Regions from separate parts of the Sus scrofa genome. Here all the other regions are linked to region 4. The links are chromatin contacts, called in public Hi-C and HiChIP or PLAC-seq maps. All regions are on one chromosome and are shown on one strand. Each heading gives the region's core, a stretch centred on a gene start, on an enhancer-like site or on the middle of the called end of the contact. The rest is flanking DNA. Distances are from core to core; before and after follow the strand shown.

The links. Hi-C and Micro-C count contacts between places; a contact is called where the count stands out from the background. HiChIP or PLAC-seq counts read pairs in DNA pulled down with a chosen protein or histone mark.
Region 1: an H3K27ac HiChIP or PLAC-seq map of skeletal muscle shows a contact between it and region 4. The contact joins the enhancer-like site here to the promoter of IRS1 in region 4. A contact is called at or near these places in 1 of 5 promoter capture datasets (liver), 4 of 47 Hi-C or Micro-C datasets (embryonic fibroblasts, epiblast stem cells, fetal heart ventricle and 1 more) and 1 of 2 datasets of contacts at active chromatin or transcription factors (skeletal muscle).
Region 2: a Hi-C map of embryonic fibroblasts shows a contact between it and region 4, with 4 times the contacts expected there. The contact joins the enhancer-like site here to the promoter of IRS1 in region 4. A contact is called at or near these places in 1 of 5 promoter capture datasets (liver), 5 of 47 Hi-C or Micro-C datasets (alveolar macrophages, embryonic fibroblasts and liver) and 2 of 2 datasets of contacts at active chromatin or transcription factors (alveolar macrophages and skeletal muscle).
Region 3: a contact with region 4 is called in a Hi-C map of fetal skeletal muscle, with 2.9 times the contacts expected there. The contact joins the enhancer-like site here to the promoter of IRS1 in region 4. A contact is called at or near these places in 2 of 5 promoter capture datasets (fetal liver and liver), 20 of 47 Hi-C or Micro-C datasets (adipocytes, alveolar macrophages, embryonic fibroblasts and 11 more) and 1 of 2 datasets of contacts at active chromatin or transcription factors (skeletal muscle).

Annotation. Positions count from the first base shown.
Region 1 is chr15:128,054,744-128,057,598 of Sscrofa11.1, reverse strand. No RefSeq gene overlaps it. Among named protein-coding and RNA genes, the nearest start is that of IRS1, 250 kb to the left of the region's middle. Within about 2 kb of position 1,513, at least 2 of the 83 cell types and tissues checked have an H3K27ac peak or open chromatin away from gene starts, as enhancers often do. A contact at or near this core is called in skeletal muscle, where this site is marked.
Region 2 is chr15:128,157,249-128,160,091 of Sscrofa11.1, reverse strand. The region is part of intron 3 of LOC102164493 (a long non-coding RNA gene); the gene reads left to right. Among named protein-coding and RNA genes, the nearest start is that of IRS1, 150 kb to the left of the region's middle. Within about 2 kb of position 1,556, at least 5 of the 83 cell types and tissues checked have an H3K27ac peak or open chromatin away from gene starts, as enhancers often do. A contact at or near this core is called in embryonic fibroblasts, where this site is marked.
Region 3 is chr15:128,454,347-128,457,321 of Sscrofa11.1, reverse strand. All of the region lies in intron 6 of RHBDD1 (rhomboid-related protein 4), which reads right to left. Among named protein-coding and RNA genes, the nearest start is that of RHBDD1, 110 kb to the right of the region's middle. Within about 2 kb of position 1,666, at least 17 of the 83 cell types and tissues checked have an H3K27ac peak or open chromatin away from gene starts, as enhancers often do. A contact at or near this core is called in fetal skeletal muscle and omental adipose tissue, where this site is marked.
Region 4 is chr15:128,305,630-128,308,573 of Sscrofa11.1, reverse strand. IRS1 (insulin receptor substrate 1) reads left to right here and starts at 1,290. Exons shown (of 2, transcript NM_001244489.1): 1 at 1,290-2,944. The coding sequence starts at 1,290.

The DNA of each region.
Region 1 (2,855 bases), core at 264-2,763, 250 kb after region 4:
ATTAACACAATTTCAGTGAAATAAGATTAAAAGTGGAAAAATTAGGAACAGTTTATCTTCTGTATTTATAGAATTGATCAAGAATTAGGGTGGCTTAAGGAGTTACACTCTGGAGAACTCTTTCACTTTGAAAATCTCCCAGTTATATATTCTGATAATACTTGTATTCAGATGCTCTCAAGGTGAATGTGTTGATGTGAAAATATCTACTGTATCAAAATGGCATGAAAAAATATTCCCACACTTTCCTCTGCACAATGACTCCACTTCGATTAAATAAAACCTCCCTTGATTTCTGAAACAAACTTTTGTTTAGTGTCCTTGCAATGGATTCCATTGCTCTCAAACTTTCCCAACACACTTTCCCTAGTGCTATGCTAGCATTTTCAAGTATGATTCTCATTCTGTGTGGATGTTCAGGGGTGTAATTACTTTTGTTGGCGACACAGGGGACATGCAGAAGTTTCTGGGCCAGGGATAGAGCCTGAGCCACACAGTGACATTGTGGGATACTTAACCTGCTGAGCCATATGGGAACTCTAAGCATTGTAATTTTTGCACAGCTTCAGTTCTGTACCTGGCACATCACAAGCGCTCAGGGATTGTTTATCCTTTCCCGTTTCTGCATCTTTCCTAAAGCCCAAACACCTTAGCCTGTTTTTGAAGATGGATGCTCAATCTGTTTAAAATCTCTCTACCATACTAGTTTTTCTTTCTATTTTTGCATTCCTTACCCTAGAAAATCTGCTCACCACCTTAGCACACTTTCCTCTTACGCTGCTTTTCTCGAGCAGGTGGCTCCTTCCAGCTTGTCTTCCTCCTCATCTTTGTGGATGTGACTCTCTTCTGTTCTGTGCACCTGACTTCAGTGCCACCTCCCCAAAGAAAACTTCTCTTATCTTCTAAACAAATGTGAGGCATATCTTCTGATAACCAGTTAGAATTTTTTTTTCACTATGGTGGAACTTGGCACATTTTGCCTTTGCTTCTATTAGAACATCTAAGTTTTCTAAGGCTGAGGATTATTCTTAAAAACTTCGGAAATCTGAACATGCCTGGCACAGTTCTTTAAAATGTTAGGTGTTCACTATTTGCTGCCCAACTGTATGAAAACCAGAGGTGACAAGATGTTTCTGTAGAGACCAACCTGATAAGAATTGTGGTCCTGCTGTGGGATTCAGGTCTCATCCCAGTGATGGGAGAGATGTTATTGGCAAAAAATTAGAGATCACTAAAAAGGTAAATCTTTCTTGCAAATACTTCAAGACCCTCTATTTTTCTCCTCCCAAATACTTTCCTTATTAGCTATGCATTTGGAAAACTTTAAATGTATTGTATTCTCATCTCTGTGTATATATTTTCCTCCTTCTTTGTGAAGTTCACATTCAGAATTTTAGAGAGATGGGCTGGCAGTGGGAGAAGTTTCTTCCTGCAGGAAGGTTTGACATTGACCTTGCAATATTCCTGGTTGACACGTGCTTAAAGATAGCAGTGTTTCTAACCACTGAACACGTGTCTGCTGTCCATTTGCTAAAAATACTCCTGACTTTTCTATTAGTCAGAGGCCTATTTTAAACTTTCTGGTTTTTATTGAAATGAAGTTTCTCTGTTTAGCAGATCAATGTTCAATGTCCGGCGCAATCAGTTTGTTGTATTTTTGTCCAAAGTTGGTGCAAGTTAGTCTCTGTATCATGAGGCTTTTAAAAATTTCTTGGCTTCTCATCGATTACACATTTTCAAAGATCAAACAGCATTTTTTTGTATTAAAAAAAAAGAGGCAAGCATAGCCAGACTTTTGGAAAGCTCTGGGACAATTTACTTGACCTTGTTACACCCTTAATAGTGATATGCTGCCATTAAGATGTTACAGTATGCTTTAACTATTTCCATTATGACCTAATACATTACTAATTATTTATCCTTAATCCAGGACATGATTTTGTTATCTATCAGTTTAAATAAGAGTAGAGAGTAAGAATGTCAAAATTATCTCACCAGATCAAATAATTATTAAAAGACCATCAGAGGGTAAGAATGAAGTTACTTATATGTGCCTGAGTTTGTGATAAGCAGGGAATAGGGTTGAGTAAGGGGGTAACAACAACAAAAAAAAGCTTTGTTATTTGGCTTTAGTCATTTCTAGCCATATGAACTTTTCAGGTACCTACAGAGAAATTTACATGCACTTGCTCTTTTTCCTGGCGAAGTAGGTATTTCTAGTCTGATGAGAAGAATGACATATGAGAACTTTGCAGATTTGAACAACTTTTCGAGATTTCTAATCCACTTTTACAGGTAGTAATTTTTTCAAGCTTCAGACTCTTGGAAATTTCCCTCCCCCAAAGAATGTAACCATACTACTAAAATGGCCATTTTCTCCTTAAGTACAAACCAGTCTGTAGACTGTGGTACTAGAGACAGTTTGGTTATTTTCCCTCTGTTAATTAACACATAGAAATCAATTAGGTTTGCTTCTGTAATTTTCATTTAAAATAGAGCATTAAATTTAACAGATGATCAATCTCATTACTTTCACTAAGAGCTTTCTTGTAGCTAGTAGCTGGCCACCTGCTTGCGAGCATTTTTAGATGGAGTCTCATGCGTCTGTTTCCAAAAGCAGATCCCAACACCATCTGTATCTGAATCACCTGAGATGCTCATTAAGGATGCACGTCACTGGTCCTCAGGAAGGTCTACTGAGTATGACCAGGGAATATTAACCTCAATGAGCACTCTTAGTGATTCTGATGTACAGCAGTGTTTGAGAAATAACAGATGAGATGCTTTCAGGCAACCAAGATAGATTCACATGACAATGAACTTTGGTGATCAAATCATCAATGTCAATGTCAATA
Region 2 (2,843 bases), core at 307-2,806, 150 kb after region 4:
GTAGGCTGGGTATGTTTACAACTACACGTCCCTCATTTGTACAGCAGGCTGCAAAGTGTTTCCATATACATTTTCTGCTTTGATTTTTCAAAACAGCCCTGTGACATAGGAAAGGCTGACATTTTACAAATGAAGAAACGGTGCTCAAAGGGCTCATGAGAATTTGTTGTTTGCTCAGTTGAGCTTTAACTGTGCACATCATTACCTGGGGCAGCTGCTTCGTTGTTTGCTACTCATATTAAAGGGACTGTCCCCCATCTCAGGAGTACCAAGTGGTGGGAGGGATTGCCACAAATGAGCATCAGGCATTCTTGTTGAGCTCTGACTGATGCTACACAGGAAGGTGTACTGAGTCCATGCCGACACTTACCCCTCTCCTGCTGGGTTTAGTGACACAGTCATGAAAGAGTGAAGGTATGATTTTGGTAGATGGAAAAAATGGTCCTAATTTTAAATGTTTGCAATCTGACTCTGAAGCTTTTCTCATCAATAAGTGGTGTTTCTTTGCCCACTTCTTGCATCTAGGCTGGCCTGGTAACGTGCTTTGGCAACGAAATGCAGGGGAAGTAAGAGTGTGTTAGTTCTGACCTTTGGTTCCAAGAGGGCTTGTGTACTTCCACACTCTCTCTTGGAACCCTGGCCAGAAAATTCATGAACGAGGCCAGGCTAGCCTGTTGAAGGACAAGAGATTATGTGGAATCGAGATGCCATTTCGACTGAGACCATTTTAGACTAGTCTACCTCGGCGGGCCTCCTAGCCAGCCCTAAACACATCAATGAACCCAACTGAGACCAGAGGAGCCACTCAGTGGATCACTGATCACAGCTCCAATGACCAAGCTGCAGAATTATTAGTTAAATAAATGACTGCTGTTTTAAGCTGTTGAATTCTGGGCTGGTTTGTTATGCAGAAAAAACTAGCAGATACAGGTATCACTTTATACCAGGAGTAGAATTACTGATATTGACTTGCTGAGCATTTTGTCCCTTCCTGTTTTGGAGCAAAGGATTAAATAGGCTATTTCTGTTGGTGAAATTAATAGGTTTCTTCGACCTAGAATATTTCTCATAGAGTATAGTCCCTAAATGCTCAAAACTGACATATGTATTAGAATAGAGTTTAGTAGTTTGGTAGAACCTTCCAATTTTAGCATAGAAACTTACATGACATGAGACACTAGGCTTTGAATGACTGTGTAAATAGGTGTTCCATGGACCCCTTAAGTGTTTAAGAAGGCGTGGGCCCTGGCTTCTTTCTTATTCTTGTTCAAGCGGCGAATGCAGGTTTTAACAGGCCAAGTGGCCTAAGCAGGTGACAACTACATTCTTTTCCTATTGAAATTTCCTATTCATAATTTCCTTGATCTCAGTGGGGTCACTTATCTGAAGAATTATAAGGTATTTAGTGGAAGTGAAAGAATAATTTCAGAGAAGATTCATAGATTTTGATGACTATGAATCATACCTTAAGAATTTGTGGCTGCCTTTGAAGTGCAAACCACAGGAAGTATCTGATTTACTCAGCATCTGTGCTATTCCTGTGGTTCAGTTTCTAAAAGACTTGACAGAGCCAAAAATGAACTGTGCCCACCAAGAAGACCATTAGTAAAAATGTTGGCTCTATTAACCTGAATCGCTCTGAATTTTCTGGCCACAAGGCTGAAATCTTGCTCAAGTTTGGGGTTTGTTGGCTTTGTAGAAATGTTTTCTTTCATGAAACTCTTGAGATCAGAGCTGAGTCTCAGGGATGTAGATTGTGACTCAGAAATGAGATCCACTCCAACTTGAGGTACTTCTGAGATTTTTCAGAATAGCTCAGTTTAACGTAAGTTTTCTTTCTTTTTTGGCCATATCCTTGGCATGTGGAAATTCCTGGGTCAGGGCTTGAACCCGTGCCACAGGTGCGACCTGCACCACAGCTACAGCAACACTGGATCCTTACTTTGCTGTGCCACAGGGGAACTTCCAACAAGAGTATTGACTGGTCCAGGTGAACGAGTGGCTGCCACCTGCCCTACAAGAGTGGATTTTTGAATGTATTTGGTGGAACAACGTTGTGTTTTTTTAAGACTCTTTCATGTAGAGGAAAGAGAACGTGTATCCTAGATTGTCCTCTAATGATAAACCGAACCCAGCTAGTGTACAAATCTGGCAGATATTTTAGTGTAACACAGTGAATATTTCCATGTTCAGGTGAAGGTTCTGGAGGACTAAATATGTAAATTTCTAGGAACTATGTCTCAATTGAAATGATTAACAAATTTGTTGGAAAAATCCAGGGGCTTTGCTGCCTCCCCCCAGTGCACACATTTTTAAAATATTTTCTATTATGATTGAAAAAAAATACTGCTTTTTGATTGACGAATCACTCCTATCCTTCATCAGAAACATCCACCCCCTTTAGACGTCTAGTTTTATTTTGGCAGAAGAGTGATGCTCAGCCTTTCCAAGGGGTTTACATTATGCTTTCGGCTCAGCCAAGCCCAGCTCATTAGACTTCCAGTGAAAAAAATTAATCCAATGACAATTTGATTAGATGATGATGAGAACTGGGCAAGACACTAAATAAAATGATCTGTATTAATCATCTCATTTAGTCCTCCCAACAACCCTGTGAAGCAGGCACTGTTATTATCCCCATTTTCAGATGAGGAAATTGAGGCCCAGAGGAGTCAAATGTTCAGGTGGCATAGCTAGGAAATGGAACAGATCGGGCCTAAATATAGTTTTGTTAGACTCAAAACTCACGACCGGAGTTTCTATCCTTGTGCAGTGGTTAACGAATCCAACTAGGAACCATGAGGTTGCGAGTTTGATCCCTGGCCTTGCTCAGTGGGTTAAGG
Region 3 (2,975 bases), core at 417-2,916, 150 kb before region 4:
TGATGCAGATAATATATCAAATCATCAGGAGTTACTGTGGAAAAAGAGCACACTTACTAGATATGGGTTTGCATCTCTACCAGGACTTTGGACAAGTCGCTTCTCTTCCCTGGGCCTGAGGCTCCTCAATTGTACAATGAGGGGGCTGGAGAAGACATTTTCAACCTCCGCAGAGAGGTGCAAGATGCCATGGCTGTTTGGTCCCTGTGAAACATCAGGGTCCACTGGCCTAAGCGGGCAGAGGGCAGGTGGGCCACACCTGCCTCCTCTACCACCTACGGTCTGATCAGTCCTCTGCCCAGGGTATGCCGGCCCTTCCGGCCAGCCTGGCTGTGACTTCCAACAGCTGGGCTGAGAACTGGCCACGCGGTTGTCCTTGGCAACTTCTGCTACCTCATGTGGTTTAATTCAGGCCACCCTGCCCACTCCCCCTCACGTTTTTAAAATAAACTTTCTACTGTGTAATAATTTGAGATTTACAGAAAAGTTACAAAGAGAATACAGCCGGATACCTTACACTATCATGATCCAGTTGTCAAAACCAACCAGGTACAGACAGGTATATTACTATTCACTAAATTCCAGACTTTGCTTGAAGCTCACTGGTGTTTCCACTCACTTCCTTTTCTGTTCTAGGATCCAACAGTCCATTTAGCTGTCAGCCTTCCTTAGTCCCTTCTGGCCTGTGGTACTTTCACAGTCTTTTCTTATTTCCCATAACCTTGACAATTTTGAGACGTACCAGCCTGCAACGTGTTCCCCAATTTGGTTTGTCTGATGTTTCTCCTCCTCGTTAGACTGGAGTTAAGGTTTTGGGGAGAAGACCAGAGCGGGACGTGCCCTTCCTGTCATGTCACGCGATCACAGGACTTATCACCCGAGAAATAACCTTGAGCACTGGGTTAAGGAGTGTTTGCCAGGTTCTTCCACTTTACAAAGACTATTTTGATGTGTTCCCAGGGAATAAAGCTTTGACTCTATCACCAAGAGGTACCAGGATAAACTAACTGGAAGAGACAGGAGTGGGCACCTCAAGGAGGCTTGGTCACTTTCCCGGTTTGCAGGTGAGCGGGATATGGTGGGGTCATCCTTGACCTTGCTGGTTCAGGTCCCTGAATTCCAGGTGACTCTGAATTCCAGGTGGTTCTCTGATGTTGGTGTATCAATCACCAGGAGAGCTGTCTGAGAGTTTCCGACTCAGCAGGCTTGGCCTGGAGCCTAGGCCACTGTATTTTAATGAACTCCCCGGTGATTCTGAGCTATCCCAGCCTTTAGAATCCCTGAACTACAGCTCAGATTTGTCTTTCAACTGAAAGCATCCACTCTGGGTTTCACTCCAGTCCTTCCACTTGCCAGCAGGTGGAGCCAGAGGCCCATGGCTCTGAATCGGCTGAAGAAAAACTAGGACAAATTCCAGTCAACAAAGCATTCCGCATTGTAAGCAGAATTAGGGTTATTTTGAAACAGATGGGCTCTACAGAAGCTGCTGCACTGAATATTATGGAGTTGTTTATTGTCTAGATGGTCTGAAACCCGGGGATTATTTGCCAGCATCTAGCAGTTTCTGTGTCATATCAGATTTCTTCCAGAGCAGAGAGGCCCTGGGGGAGATACAGATGCGGTGGTAGATACGGATGCGGATAGAGAGCTTTTCACCAGCTCTGAGCTCAGAATTTTCTCTGGCTATGGTGCACGCTGCCTGGCGTAGCTGAGCGCTTCTTACTGGAATGATCTGTATCGCTCGAACTCCAAACGAGAAGAGATAAACAGATACAATCTGTGATAAGACGACAACTCATCCTGGATGCAGTAATACTAAAAATGACTTGCTTTAAACCGAATCAAAGTAGTCTGTTCCCTGCCTTACATTTTCACCTGACACCCCCCCCACCCCCGACACCCAATCCTCTTTCTTTCTGCCCCTCTCCTGGTCCTACCCCAGAAGACGTGGCGGGTGGGCGGGGGTGGGAAGCAGGATCCAGGAGGGCATCGAACGCTGGTCTGGACTGGGCCCCAGTTAGTGGTTCAAAGTGTGGAGGCGTATTAGTGAGTACTCTGTGAGGCCATAATCTGCAAAGGTCGCCAGCACCAGTGGTTCCTCCCCAGAGACTGTTTTTAATTCCTGAGCCTATGACCGCAGACACCTCGCTGCTGCTGTCCTGGGCGGCCTGGGATGGGAGAAGCCACAAAGGCATCTTTGGAGCCGGCAGCTTGGTACTTGGTGGTTCAGCAGGTTCCGCCTGGGCCGGCAGCTCCCTCCTTCCGCGGGCGAGAACAGTACCCCCTCTCTCACGCTGGGCAGGTCCTGCTCTCAGAAACATCCCTGACACCCTTGCTCTTTGGCCAGATTCTCAGATGCCCTGTGCAGACAGAGGCAGAGAGAAGCACCGCAGGTGACATCTGGATCTGTCCTGTGTTTTCTCCACTCGCTCCCACTTGAGTTTCACATCAGAAACAGCCCGACTTCCGGCTCTTGAAGCAAAGGCCCAAAGGTAATGTTTCTGTGAATTTTTATAATCATAGAGCATTTGGAATTAGCCAGTGTTTCCCTCAGAAACCTCCACCTCCTAAAATTCCTTTTAACATTAAACAAACAAAAACCCCAGTAAATATCATGCTAGAAAATCAAAGAATAAGGGGGAAAAGACAGAGGGCCAGGAGGAGAACTTTGGGAAGGGACAAAGAAACTTACATGGGGAGCTGCTGCCAATAACAAGCGTAACATAAACGGGGGGAATGGGTGACAGGAGGCTTCAGAATACCATTCGGTCTATTTGTTTCCTCTTCCAAATGCTCGAGGTCTGTCTGGGCTCTGGATTCCAAGCCATTAGAGAACTTCAGTATCTAGAAATAGGCTAAGAGGTGGTACGCACATCTGTGCTGTAAAGACCGTATAAAAATCCAAATTAGTGCTACTTTTCCAATACTGTCAGCCTGAATGGGGCCTACCTACATGTCGAGAGACACCGCTATCA
Region 4 (2,944 bases), core at 41-2,540:
CACCCAAACACCCCCGCCCGCGCCCGCGGCGGGGATTCCTGCGGGCCGGGGGCACCCTGGGTGGCGCTCGGGGAGGAAGGCTCTGCGCCAGGGCGGGCGGCCGCGCAGGGGCGCTGCCCGAGCGCAGCGCTGAAGCCGGCGCGGGCGCCTCTGCGGCACGACCGGGGGGCGGAGAGGGGCGGGCGCGGGGCGGGCTCAACCGGGAATGTAGAGACCCAGGCGGGAGCCTCCCGGCGGCGGCGGCGGCAGCCGGGCTGCGGAGCGCGGAGGCTCCATCACGTGTTTCTCTCCTGAGTGAGACGGCGGCGCGGTCGGAGGGGGCCGACGCGCAGAGCCAGACGCCGCTGCTTGTTTTGGTTGGGGCTCTCGGCAACTCTCCGAGGAGGAGGGAGGCGGGGAGAAGTAACTGCTGCAGCAGCGCCTCCCGGGGAAGAGGCGTCTTCCCCGACTCCTTCCCCAACCTCCCCCCTTGCCTCCCGCCCTCGTCCCCTCCCCTCCTCCCCTGCCGACTGGAGCGAGGGGCAGGGATGAGCCTGTCCCTCCGGCGCGTCCCCAGCTCCCCAGTAGCGTTTTGCGTGGAAAAGCCACTTTCTTCGCCTGTGGAGATGGGCCCGAATGGGGGCTGCAGAGGACGCGTCCGCGGGCGGCGGCAGCAGCAGCAGCAACAGCCGCAGCGCCGCGGTCTCTGCGACTGAGCTGGTATTTGGGCGGCTGGTGGCGGCGGGGACGGTTGGGGGGTGGGAGGAGGCGGAGGAGGAGGCGAAGGAGAAGGAGGAGGGAGAACCCCGTGCAACGTTGGGACTTGGCAGCTCGCCTCCCCCTGCCCAAGGATATTTAATTTGCCTCGGGAATCGCTACTTCCAGAGGGGAACTCAGGAGGGAAGGCGCGCGTGCCTGGAGGGGCAACGCGGGGACCCCCGGCCGCCGCCGCCTGCGCGCCGGACTCCAGCCCTGGCGGCGAGCGATGCATCTTCTCTCCTTCCCAGCCGCGGCGGCTGAGAAGAGATTTGGCTCCCCGAGGATCCGGGCTGCACTCACGCCGGACGCGCTGCCTCCCCCCAGGGCATGAAACGCCAGTAAACTCCGGTCGGGGCTATCTCCTTGGCGCAGCTGCTGCGTCCTCCCTCGGCTGCCCCTCCCCGGCGCGGAGGGCGGCGTGGATTTCGGAGTCGGGGTTTCTGCCGCCTCCAGCCCTGTTTGCATGTGCGGGGCCGCGGCGAGGAGCCTCCGCCCCCCACCCGGTTGTTTTTCGGCGCCTCCCTCTCCTCGGCGGCGGTGGCGGCGGCAGCATGGCGAGCCCTCCCGAGACGGATGGCTTCTCGGACGTGCGCAAGGTGGGCTACCTGCGCAAACCCAAGAGCATGCACAAGCGCTTTTTCGTGCTGCGGGCGGCCAGCGAGGCTGGGGGCCCCGCGCGCCTCGAGTACTACGAGAACGAGAAGAAGTGGCGGCACAAGTCGAGCGCCCCCAAACGCTCGATCCCCCTGGAGAGCTGCTTCAACATCAACAAGCGGGCGGATTCCAAGAACAAGCACCTGGTGGCCCTCTACACCCGGGACGAGCACTTTGCCATCGCGGCGGACAGCGAGGCCGAACAGGACAGCTGGTACCAGGCCCTCCTGCAGCTGCACAACCGTGCCAAGGGCCACCACGACGGGGCCGCAGGCCCCGGGGCGGGAGGCGGTGGGGGCAGCTGCAGTGGCAGCTCTGGCCTCGGCGAGGCTGGGGAGGACTTGAGCTACGGAGACGTGCCCCCAGGACCCGCCTTCAAGGAGGTTTGGCAGGTGATCCTGAAACCCAAAGGCCTGGGTCAGACAAAGAACCTGATTGGCATCTACCGCCTCTGCCTGACCAGCAAGACCATCAGTTTCGTGAAGCTGAACTCGGAGGCGGCGGCTGTGGTGCTGCAGCTGATGAACATCAGGCGCTGTGGCCACTCAGAGAACTTCTTCTTCATCGAAGTGGGCCGTTCTGCAGTGACGGGACCCGGGGAGTTTTGGATGCAGGTGGATGATTCTGTGGTGGCCCAGAATATGCATGAGACAATCCTGGAGGCCATGCGGGCCATGAGCGATGAGTTCCGCCCTCGAAGCAAGAGCCAGTCCTCCTCTAACTGCTCCAACCCCATCAGTGTACCTCTGCGCAGGCACCACCTCAACAACCCTCCGCCCAGCCAGGTGGGGCTGACCCGCCGCTCACGCACAGAGAGCATCACTGCCACCTCCCCGGCCAGCTTGGTGGGCGGGAAGCAGGGCTCCTTCCGCGTCCGTGCGTCCAGTGATGGGGAAGGCACCATGTCTCGCCCCGCCTCTGTGGACGGCAGTCCTGTGAGCCCTAGCACCAACAGGACTCACGCCCACCGGCATCGAGGCAGCTCCCGGCTGCACCCGCCTCTTAACCACAGCCGCTCTATTCCCATGCCTTCCTCTCGCTGCTCACCCTCCGCCACCAGCCCGGTCAGCCTGTCGTCCAGCAGCACCAGCGGCCATGGCTCCACCTCGGACTGTCTCTTCCCGCGGCGGTCTAGTGCTTCTGTGTCCGGGTCCCCCAGTGACGGCGGTTTCATCTCTTCCGATGAGTATGGCTCTAGCCCCTGTGATTTCCGAAGTTCCTTCCGCAGTGTCACGCCGGATTCCCTGGGCCACACCCCGCCCGCCCGCGGTGAGGAGGAGCTGAGCAACTACATCTGCATGGGGGGCAAGGGGGCCTCCACCCTCGCTGCCCCCAATGGCCACTACATTTTGCCTCGGGGTGGCAATGGCCACCGCTGCCTCCCAGGAGCTGGCTTGGGCACGAGCCCAGCCCTGACCGGGGAGGAAGCAGGCCCTGCATCTGATCTGGATAATCGGTTCCGAAAGCGGACTCACTCTGCTGGCACATCCCCTACTATTTCCCACCAGAAGACCCCATCCCAGTCCTCTGTGGCTTCCATTGAGGAATATAC